2 separate regions of the Sus scrofa genome follow, and region 1 is linked to region 2. The links are chromatin contacts, called in public Hi-C maps. All regions are on one chromosome and are shown on one strand. The core of a region is the stretch at or near the end of the contact, and the rest is flanking DNA. Distances in the headings are between cores, read along the strand shown. Region 1 has its middle 22 kb from the start of TRNAN-GUU. Region 2 holds the start of COMMD3 (COMM domain-containing protein 3).

The links. A called contact is a pair of places that touch in the nucleus more often than the background predicts.
Region 1: a Hi-C map of skeletal muscle shows a contact between it and region 2, with 3 times the contacts expected there. The contact joins the enhancer-like site here to the promoter of COMMD3 in region 2. A contact is called at or near these places in 1 of 5 promoter capture datasets (liver), 16 of 47 Hi-C or Micro-C datasets (alveolar macrophages, brain, embryonic fibroblasts and 9 more) and 2 of 2 datasets of contacts at active chromatin or transcription factors (alveolar macrophages and skeletal muscle).

What each region holds. Positions count from the first base shown.
Region 1 is chr10:52,653,024-52,657,430 of Sscrofa11.1, forward strand. No RefSeq gene overlaps it. Among named protein-coding and RNA genes, the nearest start is that of TRNAN-GUU, 22 kb to the right of the region's middle. Within about 2 kb of position 2,583, at least 65 of the 83 cell types and tissues checked have an H3K27ac peak or open chromatin away from gene starts, as enhancers often do. A contact at or near this core is called in alveolar macrophages, brain, fetal skeletal muscle and 6 more, where this site is marked.
Region 2 is chr10:52,599,609-52,603,850 of Sscrofa11.1, forward strand. It overlaps COMMD3 (COMM domain-containing protein 3), which reads right to left and starts at 1,768. Exons shown (of 8, transcript XM_005668159.3): 1 at 1,573-1,768; 2 at 116-227. The coding sequence starts at 1,711.

The DNA of each region.
Region 1 (4,407 bases), core at 1,333-3,832, 54 kb after region 2:
TATCATATATCAGACATTTCTGATTTAGTTTTTTGTATTCCTGAGGAGTATCTTGCCAAAAACTTGCTGCGAAGGTAATTTATAGTAACTATCTCTTAAGATGGCTTTTGAATGAAACACAAGAGTTCTACTTAAAACCTTTTAAGATAATGATTTTGTGCCTTCTTTTACAGGCTAAATGTATCAAATAGAGATGCTTTTCTTTTTGAATTGCGTATTATCCTGCACTATTTAACAAAGAAATGCTGGAAATGGGGTATATTAGGGTGGTGAGCTTTGTTCTAGATTAGAAAATTAACCAGGACAGGGACTTATGAAAAGAAACCCAAGTTTTTCTTTAGAGTTTAATAAATGCTTTGCAATGTTAAAAAAAAAAAAAAAAAAAAAAGTAGGCCTTAATGCCTAATCAGTTGTATTCAGGGGCTAGATTTAAGAGTGAAGACAGTACCTACCAACTACAACTTCCAACTTTTATTTCTGAAGGAAGTGATCCTTGAGAGAGGAAAAAGTTACTACTTTTAAGTTTTATTTGCCCTTGTATTTGGCTGCCATAAAATGTCCTTTTCTAAGTGACTTGAGTATCTACTTTAAAAGAGAAAAATTATGATTAAGTTAAAAGAAACCTGGTGAGTTCTACATAAGTTTTGCCGTAAAAGAGAGAAGCACAAAAGACTGCTGAACATAGCCAAGAAACATAATATGAGATTTATGAACACTGCTCAATTTAAAATTTCATACATTGTCAAATGACGTCTATTCCAGAAGGTGAATATTTGAATTTAAAAAACCTGCTACAATCCTTTTTATCTGTTTCAGAAACTGAAGATGCAGTGTTATTTGTCAACTAGGCCTTATAGCTTGTCACTATTTTTTACTTCTTAATTTTGTGTAATATTGTAAAACCATCACAGATAGCTCTCTGAATTTGAAATTTTGATTTTAGCACTGATCTCCTTGTCTTTCAAAATCTCTCTCTCTCTCTCACACACACACACACACACACACACACACACACACACGGAGAAGATCCACTTAACTAAAGATGTGAAGACTAAAGTTTGAGCTTAGCCAGGGAGCTTTCTCTTAGGGAAAACAGTTTAATCCGAAAGTAATTTGAAACCTGTGTTTTAATGCAACTTTTCCTATAGAAGAATACAAGAAATCTGGGTTTTCTGCCATTTGGGCAAGATGTGTTTTCCTTGTGGAAATCTGTAGTCTGAAAAACTATTTATATAAAGGATCAACAGTTGGAAATAACCTAAATGTTACTTCAAAATTTAAAGGCAAATTAATACAGCAGCAGTGATAAAATAGCCGGGTTATAAGGTGCACGGCAGAGCCGCAGGTGGGCCTGCGCGTGCGTGGCTGGCGCAGTGAGTGGATCGGAAGGTTGTGCCGCCTGCGTCAGAGGAGCGTCTAAGGCACCAAGTTTAGGTGGCGCGTCTGCTTTTTTTGCGAGGTCTGAGAGATTCGAGCACTCCGGGGGCCGGTAGCACGCACAGTGCTCTGTGGTTAGAGGTGACCATGATAGGAGGACGCAGTGACCCAGGGCGCATAGAAGTGAGGACTCTTCTTGGTGCAAAACCAGGGAAGCGCTGACTGAGACGCCCCGGGACCTTGTGCGGTTTGGTTATCATTGCGGTGATCCCGGGTCGCCACATCCAAGGGCTCCGCTCTACCGGCCTGTAGACTCTGTCACTTCCAGCCTCAAGTCACCACACCCCTACAGGGGGAGGAAGGAGGGCCGGGGAAGCAGGAGTCGGCGGTCCTGGCCCATGTTGCCCGGCGGCGAGGAACCCGACGGCGGGTCGGCGGGTCTGGCCGCGGTGCCTCTTTGGCGGCGGCCGCCCCGCACAAGTCCGTGCCGGGAGCTGGGCAGAGACCGGCCGCCGCCCCAGACGCATGGCCTCCCTGCCTGGTGTGCCCCCACTCCTCCTCCCCAGAGGTTCGGGGGCCGCGGATGCCATGAACCTAGCGGTGGGGATGCGGGCGCCGGCAACCCCGGACTCCTCTAGCGCCGGAGATAACATCACTTGGAGCGGAGGACAAAGTCAAGTGCAAGTGAAGAAAAAAGGGGAGGGGTACGAAATAAATGTACCCAGGGCGCAGTTGGACACTGTTACAATGGACCCACTATAAGTAGACGGAAACTAACAGTTGGGGGGTCGGGGGTGAGAAAGCCTGACTTTGTTTCCTGAACTGCCTCCAGTTGCCCCAGAACTTAACCCCAAAGACGCTTCGAGACACCGCCCGCACCGAAAAATCCCTGGGACTTGCACCCCGCAGACCGGCGTCCGGTGCCGCCTCCCGGCCGGGCGCCCCGAGGCTGGCATTGTCCCGTCCTTCCCTCCGGGCCCTACTGGGGCTCCCAGCCGAGCCCGACCTTGGCCGTTCTTCCGGCAGCTGGGAGAGGCCTGGCGGCCTGGGCCCGGCGCCGCGTTGGGCAGCCGGGCTCTGTGTTGGCTGGGGACGCAGCCCCGGCGCGAGCGCGCGAACGAGGCCGCGCCGTCCCCGCTGCCCGGCGCAGGTGGAGGTGCTAGACAGGCCGCCCGCCCCGGGGCGGAATGCGGGCTGGGCCCCCAGCCACCCTCGGAAGGTCTATTTTCAGGCGCCCCTCCCCACACCCCCATCCCTGGCGTGCGTCCTCCCTTCCTCTCCGCCCGTGCCGTTGGTCTTTTTCGGTTTCTTTCCTCGACGCTTCCCGATTCCCCCAGCCCTTCGCCGCACGCGCCCACCACCCGCCCCGCAGGCGGAACTGGAGGGCTCTGCGGGGCCAGGGGGTCGCCGCCGGTCCGGGCGCCGCATCTCCTCCCGGCCGGGGACCGAGGGGGAGGCCGCAGAGCCGCCGGGAGCGGCGGGGGCGGGAGGTGCGCGGAACGTCCAGGCCGGGGAGGGGGCCGCGCCAGCGCCGGGGCTCTGCGTCCCTCCCCATCTGTCGGACCAAAGCTGCTGAAACTGCAGAAATGCGCTGGCGCCCATCCACCGGCTGCAAACAAAACCAAACAAAACGCGGCGAAAGGAAAAGCGAAATGGCGCTGCTGAAAATGGAGCCTCAGCCTTTGAACGTCTTTCTTTCCTCCTCTTAGTTCGTCTAGTTGATGTTTCCAGTCCTTCCACGCCCCCCCTCCTCGGCTTTCCTCCACGTAATCTCTACCCCATCACCCCTTTGCTTTTCTATTGACAACCTCCTTCCCCCGCTTTCCAGTCTTTTCTTTCCCCTCTCGGTTCCTCCTTCTCCATTTTGTGTCACAGGCGCTTCTCTTCTCAGTTCCCTTTCTGGGCTCGCACTCCCCCGCCCGTCTCACTGGCTGTTTTCGGCGTGTCGAGAGCGAAGGTGGTAGGGACGGCGGGGCTAGGTAACGAGTTGGTTTGGTAGAGACAGGTTTTATTTAGAACCCAAACATCTCCTCTAATTAGTCGTGCCCTCGCCCCGCGCCTTCGCCCCCCGCGGCTCTGCGCCCAGACTCGCGCGGCGGCGCCGTCTCAGCAGCCGGGCGTCATCGCCCCGGAGGAGGCTCGGGGCTTACGCAGAAGTAAATACCTTTTAAAAAAGATCTTTTAAGCTGAGAATATCGCTTTTGCAGCGTCCGTGGGGGGGTGGCATAATTTGGATAGGTGGGTTTCATTTTCCCGAGGGACTTCTGAGGACCATTTTAAGAGAAGCGTGCAGAGAAAACAGCAATGTTAAGTGTTTTTTCTTTTTTTGTTTCTTGTTTTTCTAGAGGGAACCCCAAGCACTGTGATAACTTATGTTTTTAAGGCCAAGCTTTTTTGAAAATTACCTTTTCTTTACACGCATAGTTGACTTTGATCCTAAAAAAAAAAAAAAAGAAAAAAAAAAAAAAGGATGAACTCTTTCAAGAGACCGATGCTTTCGAATACATAACGCCCCCCAAATTGTGGGTTCTCGGATAGTTTCTGTAGACGCAGTATGATTTTGAAGTTCAAGGTCTCTAAGCGCTGCTCAGTGAGACAAGGAGAAATAGGTTGTTGCTACATTAAAGATAAAGCAGAGGGTGCTTTTCCTGATAGTGCCCAATCTTGGTAATAGAGTTTGGGTTTTGCTTTTTCCGGGGGGAGGGGGGGAGGGGGGAGAGGGGCTGGGCACAATCTGCCTGGGTTCTATTCAGGAACCAGCTGATAGAAGCTATTTCAAGTGAAGGGCTTCAGTCAATACAGATCTGAAAACACTGACATCATTTTCTGATCTAAGTGCTTCTTTTAGTTATGGTAAAAAGGTTGTCCTTTGTACCATATTTGAAAATAAAATGATTTTGCTTCCCTATATAGTGATTACTAACTACATTTCATTTTATTCACATTCCCCAGTGCATTCTTATACCTTCTGGCTAGCTTTACCTCCTCTGTGATCTGTCAAAACCATAACCTCCAGGAAAAAAAAAAAAA
Region 2 (4,242 bases), core at 518-3,017:
AAGGAAAAAAAAACAAAAAACAAAAAAACAAAGTTTAATTTCTATTTTAAAAACTGAATCTGGAATCATAAAGGTACTATTTGAAAAGAAATGGATATTTAAATAAATCCTGTACCTTAGAGTTGATTTGTCAGCTCTTTGCTTTCCAGCCTCCAGTATGTAAGTTGCAGCTGCGGCATGACAATGTTTTAAAACCACTGGGTCGATACATTTCAAGTCTGGGTGATCTAAAATACATTAATTGGCAGTGATGCCTGTGATAACAAATTCTTTGTAGTCCTGTTTCTAAAAAGATATTTTTATTTGGGTAAAGAACCCCCTTTTAACAAGATAACAAGAAGAATTCAACTGTAAGGACTGCCAATTATAAGTAAATGAGAGGAGCAACATGGTCAATGGCAAAATAATAAAGAGCACACGTCAATAATTATGCTGTTACCTGGTCTCGATTACCTTCTCTTTATTTTGCCTTAACACTTTTGTGTGTGGGGGTGTGTGTGTTTAAATATAGTCCTAGTGTAAAATAACTTTGCAGTGATCATTGTAACGCTGGATGGAGTCAATTCAGAGGAAAATAAGATGAATATTTTTACATGGTGTAAATTTAAGAAGGAATAAACTTTCCTTCTAAAGATTGATTAATTTTAGGGTAACTGGCTCCATGGACTAATTAATACATGGGGGTTGGGGAGAGGGAACTAGTGCAGAATATAAAATACAATTTTCAAAATATTTTCAGGTTTCGACAGTCATCTTTTTTTTTTTTTTTTTGAGATTAACCCAGGTGGTGGTTACTATTTTCGTCTAAAGGACTTCCACTTTCATACTTTTTGCACACGTGTTTAGCTCGTGAAACTAAAGAAAAAAACAAAAATTTGAATTGAGATATTTATATTTAAGAAAATCATCTAAAAGTGATCTGTCTTAAAACATGCCTCCATCCATACTGACACCGCACTCCGCAATCACTGACCGGACCACTTACAAAAGACTCTTGATAACTGGTGCGGAACAAAACCTTATGCACCACAGTTTAAGGTTCTAGACGTGGAACCTGTGCAAAACATATTGAACTAGTGTTGGAGTGATCAGAAGAACTTGAGGTAGTCTCTAAGCTGGAAAATGTCAACACTATTTGACCTGGTAATTACTCTGGAAGCAGACCTTTAAAACCTTTGCCAGCCTAGCACTTAAAGCTTGAATTGCAGAGAAGCTGCCCCGATGAAGTCCAAGTGTCAAACAGCCTTTGCCCCAGACCTGGCGGAAAACCTCAGACATTTTAGGCCACAAACAAGACTTGAACACGGGTTTACAAAGGAACAAAGAGCCTGCGAAGGGAAATCAGGCCAGGAACGTGTAGTTGGCTGTGTGCAGGTGCCAACTGGGGACAGAACAATGCTCGGGGTCCGCCGTGGGTTCTGGCAGAGCCACATCCCCACACTCCGTCCGGAGCGAAGGGCGAAGCCCGGAGACTTCCTCTTCCCGGGGCTTTCCCCTTCTCGCTCGGTCTCGCTCCTCTTCTCCGAGCGCCCCTCCACCCAGGCCGATCCAGCGCAGAGCCAAGCGGCTTACCTAACACGGCCTCGTCCGCCTGGGCGTCCAGCAGGCTCTGGAAAGCCGCCCGGAGGAGAAGCGTGAAGGCGTTGGAGTCGAAGGAGCCGGGATCTGCCAGCATCTGGAAGCCTTTCTGCACATACTCCGAGAGCTCCATTGTGAGCGCGCCGTGACCTTCGACACGCGCACCACGTGACGCGCGCCGCGCGCTCAGCTGATGCGGCCGCGCGCGCACGCGGCTGGGGCGGCGGCGCGGACTGCGGGCCTTCGCGCCCGGGGCCTCCCCTCTGGTCTCCCCGCCCGCGCCCCGACCCGCGCCCCCGGCCTCCTGCCAGCCGCCGCCGCCGCCGCCGCCGCTTCCGTCCAGCCCTTCCTTCTGCGCCCGCCGCGGGAGCTCCCGCGCCTCAGCAGGAGGGGCGGCCCGGGCGCTTTGTGGACGCGCTCGGCTCTTTCTCCCCTCGCGGCGCTCACCTAGAACTGTCACCGGCTCCTGCGGGGCCAACGGGAGCGCTCGCGAAAGACCCCCATCGGGAGGTGGAGACGGTGTCGGGATCCCGGCCCCCACCTCCCCCCCGAGGACTACGCCTTCCGCGCTCCTCGCCCAGCTCCAGACACTGCGCGAGCTCCAGTCTAAGGCAACTGGTTGGGTTTTTGGTTTGGAGATTTTTTTAGAAAAACTCAACAGCACAGCCCGTTTGTGAGTGAGACTGTAGAAGTCTAATTATAATTCTTACTTGTTTTTCCTTTTTCCTTGTCATTTCTGGATTACAGCAATTGGTTCCTTCCTGTGTGGGGGGGTGTCTACACAAATATCCGTATATATAGTGCGCGCGTGTACTTCGGCAATTGAGGGTTTAATACCTTAACGCACGAACATATTGGACAGGATTATGAAAATTATAAGATATCGGTGCAGATAAACACCTTTCAAAAGCAAACTGATACACATTTTGAGCTACTGTACTCACAACATCCATAGGTCCTGTTTTAACTAGTCAAGCAATCTTCATTTATTTATAACAGATAAATAACTTAGTGAAGTATAGTTAGGAATGGCAAAATCTTTATTAGAAGTGAATTACTGTTTCTGATACCCGTAACATTAAAGGGTCAAATATTGTATAAAGTTTAACTTCCTCTTTATATTTCCACAAAGTTAGAGAACAAGAATGATTCTTAAAAAAAAAAAAAAAAAAAAAAAAAAAAAAAAAGGCAACAACCGCGAAGCAAAGTAGAGTATGCATTTTTTGATCAAAATAATTTAAAAAGTCAAAATGAAGGTTTTTTCTCCGGTGGAGGGGAGGGATAAGGAACGAGAAAGATGTTTGTCCTCAGGAGGCATTATTTGAAACAGACCCAATATGAAACACTTTTTGAGGCATAATTTAGGTGCTTATTTGTTAAAAAAAAAAGTTTCTGTTGAAAGCAGTCAACATTTAACCTTGCACCAATGCATAAAGAGCACCTGATTTCACAACAACAGGACGCAAATGGAATAATTTAGCATCAGTAAAGATTGAGTAACTACTCAGTTCTCCTTTGAAGGCTTTGAAAGGCATGTGAATTAGCTCTCCACTTCGGTGAGCATATAGGAGCAGTGAAGGATTTAAAAGTCTCCCTAGAGTCTTTATGAAACAAACACCTATTAATCATGTTCATCTCTTCTTCCCATCTCTTTTTTTTTTTCTTCTAAACTACTTGTTTCTCATCAGTAGTAAAAAGTCAGTTGAAAAATGTCCAGATATCTGATTTGCATAAGGGATATTTTATAGGGCAGAGTTGTGTAAAAGTTAAACAATAACAACACCCAAGCTCATTATGTTTGTTACACATGTATTTTATGACCTTACCTAACATCGATTGCTAATGGTCTAGTAGAATTTGAGTTGATAACTGTAATCAGAGTCAATTTAGAGTCAAAAAAGAAAGTCATGCTTAAGCATAGCTTCTTAAATGTTATCTTAAAAGAGGAAAGTAAATACAAATAAACGTGGGTTTGTGGGCATAAAAGTTAGGAAATTCATGAGGAATTTTTCTAAAATAGCTGTCAAGTTATCCTCCTGCACATAGGCAAGTCCTTTCTCATACAAATCACTTGTCCTCTTCTGCCTAAATATATTTATGTCTTAGGCCCAAGGGATGGGCACATTTCCAGCTCATACAAAAATTTTAACCATATTGTTTTCTGATACTAGAAAAACTGAATTGTGCTCCTGAAGCTAATTTATGTCAACTCCCTTTGAAGGAGGCACAGAATTAAGTATTTGTTTAAATGTAGATAGTACATGTGTATCTTTGACAAGTATGCCATTAAGATACATTGAAGCATAATCATTAAAAGGTGTGATTACACAGATAGAGACTCTGGCAGCAACAAAATCAATGTATTCTGTATTATTAGAAAAACTATGGAGGAACACATTTTGAAAGTGTGTAAAAAAAAACCTTAAAATTTTTGCTTTGATCCCTGAAACCAGTATTGGAACTTTCACTAGATGTTTAAAAACTCTGCAGCCTTAAAGCCAATAGACTAGATTTGCCCTGAAAGAACCTTTTGAAATAACAGTTATGTGCAGCTGAATATAATAAAATAGATGTTGAAAGATCTTCATGTTTATAATGTATTTTTCCTTTTAATATGAAAATATTAAGATAGATAATGCTGATAAACTTGTCTTTTTATTTTTG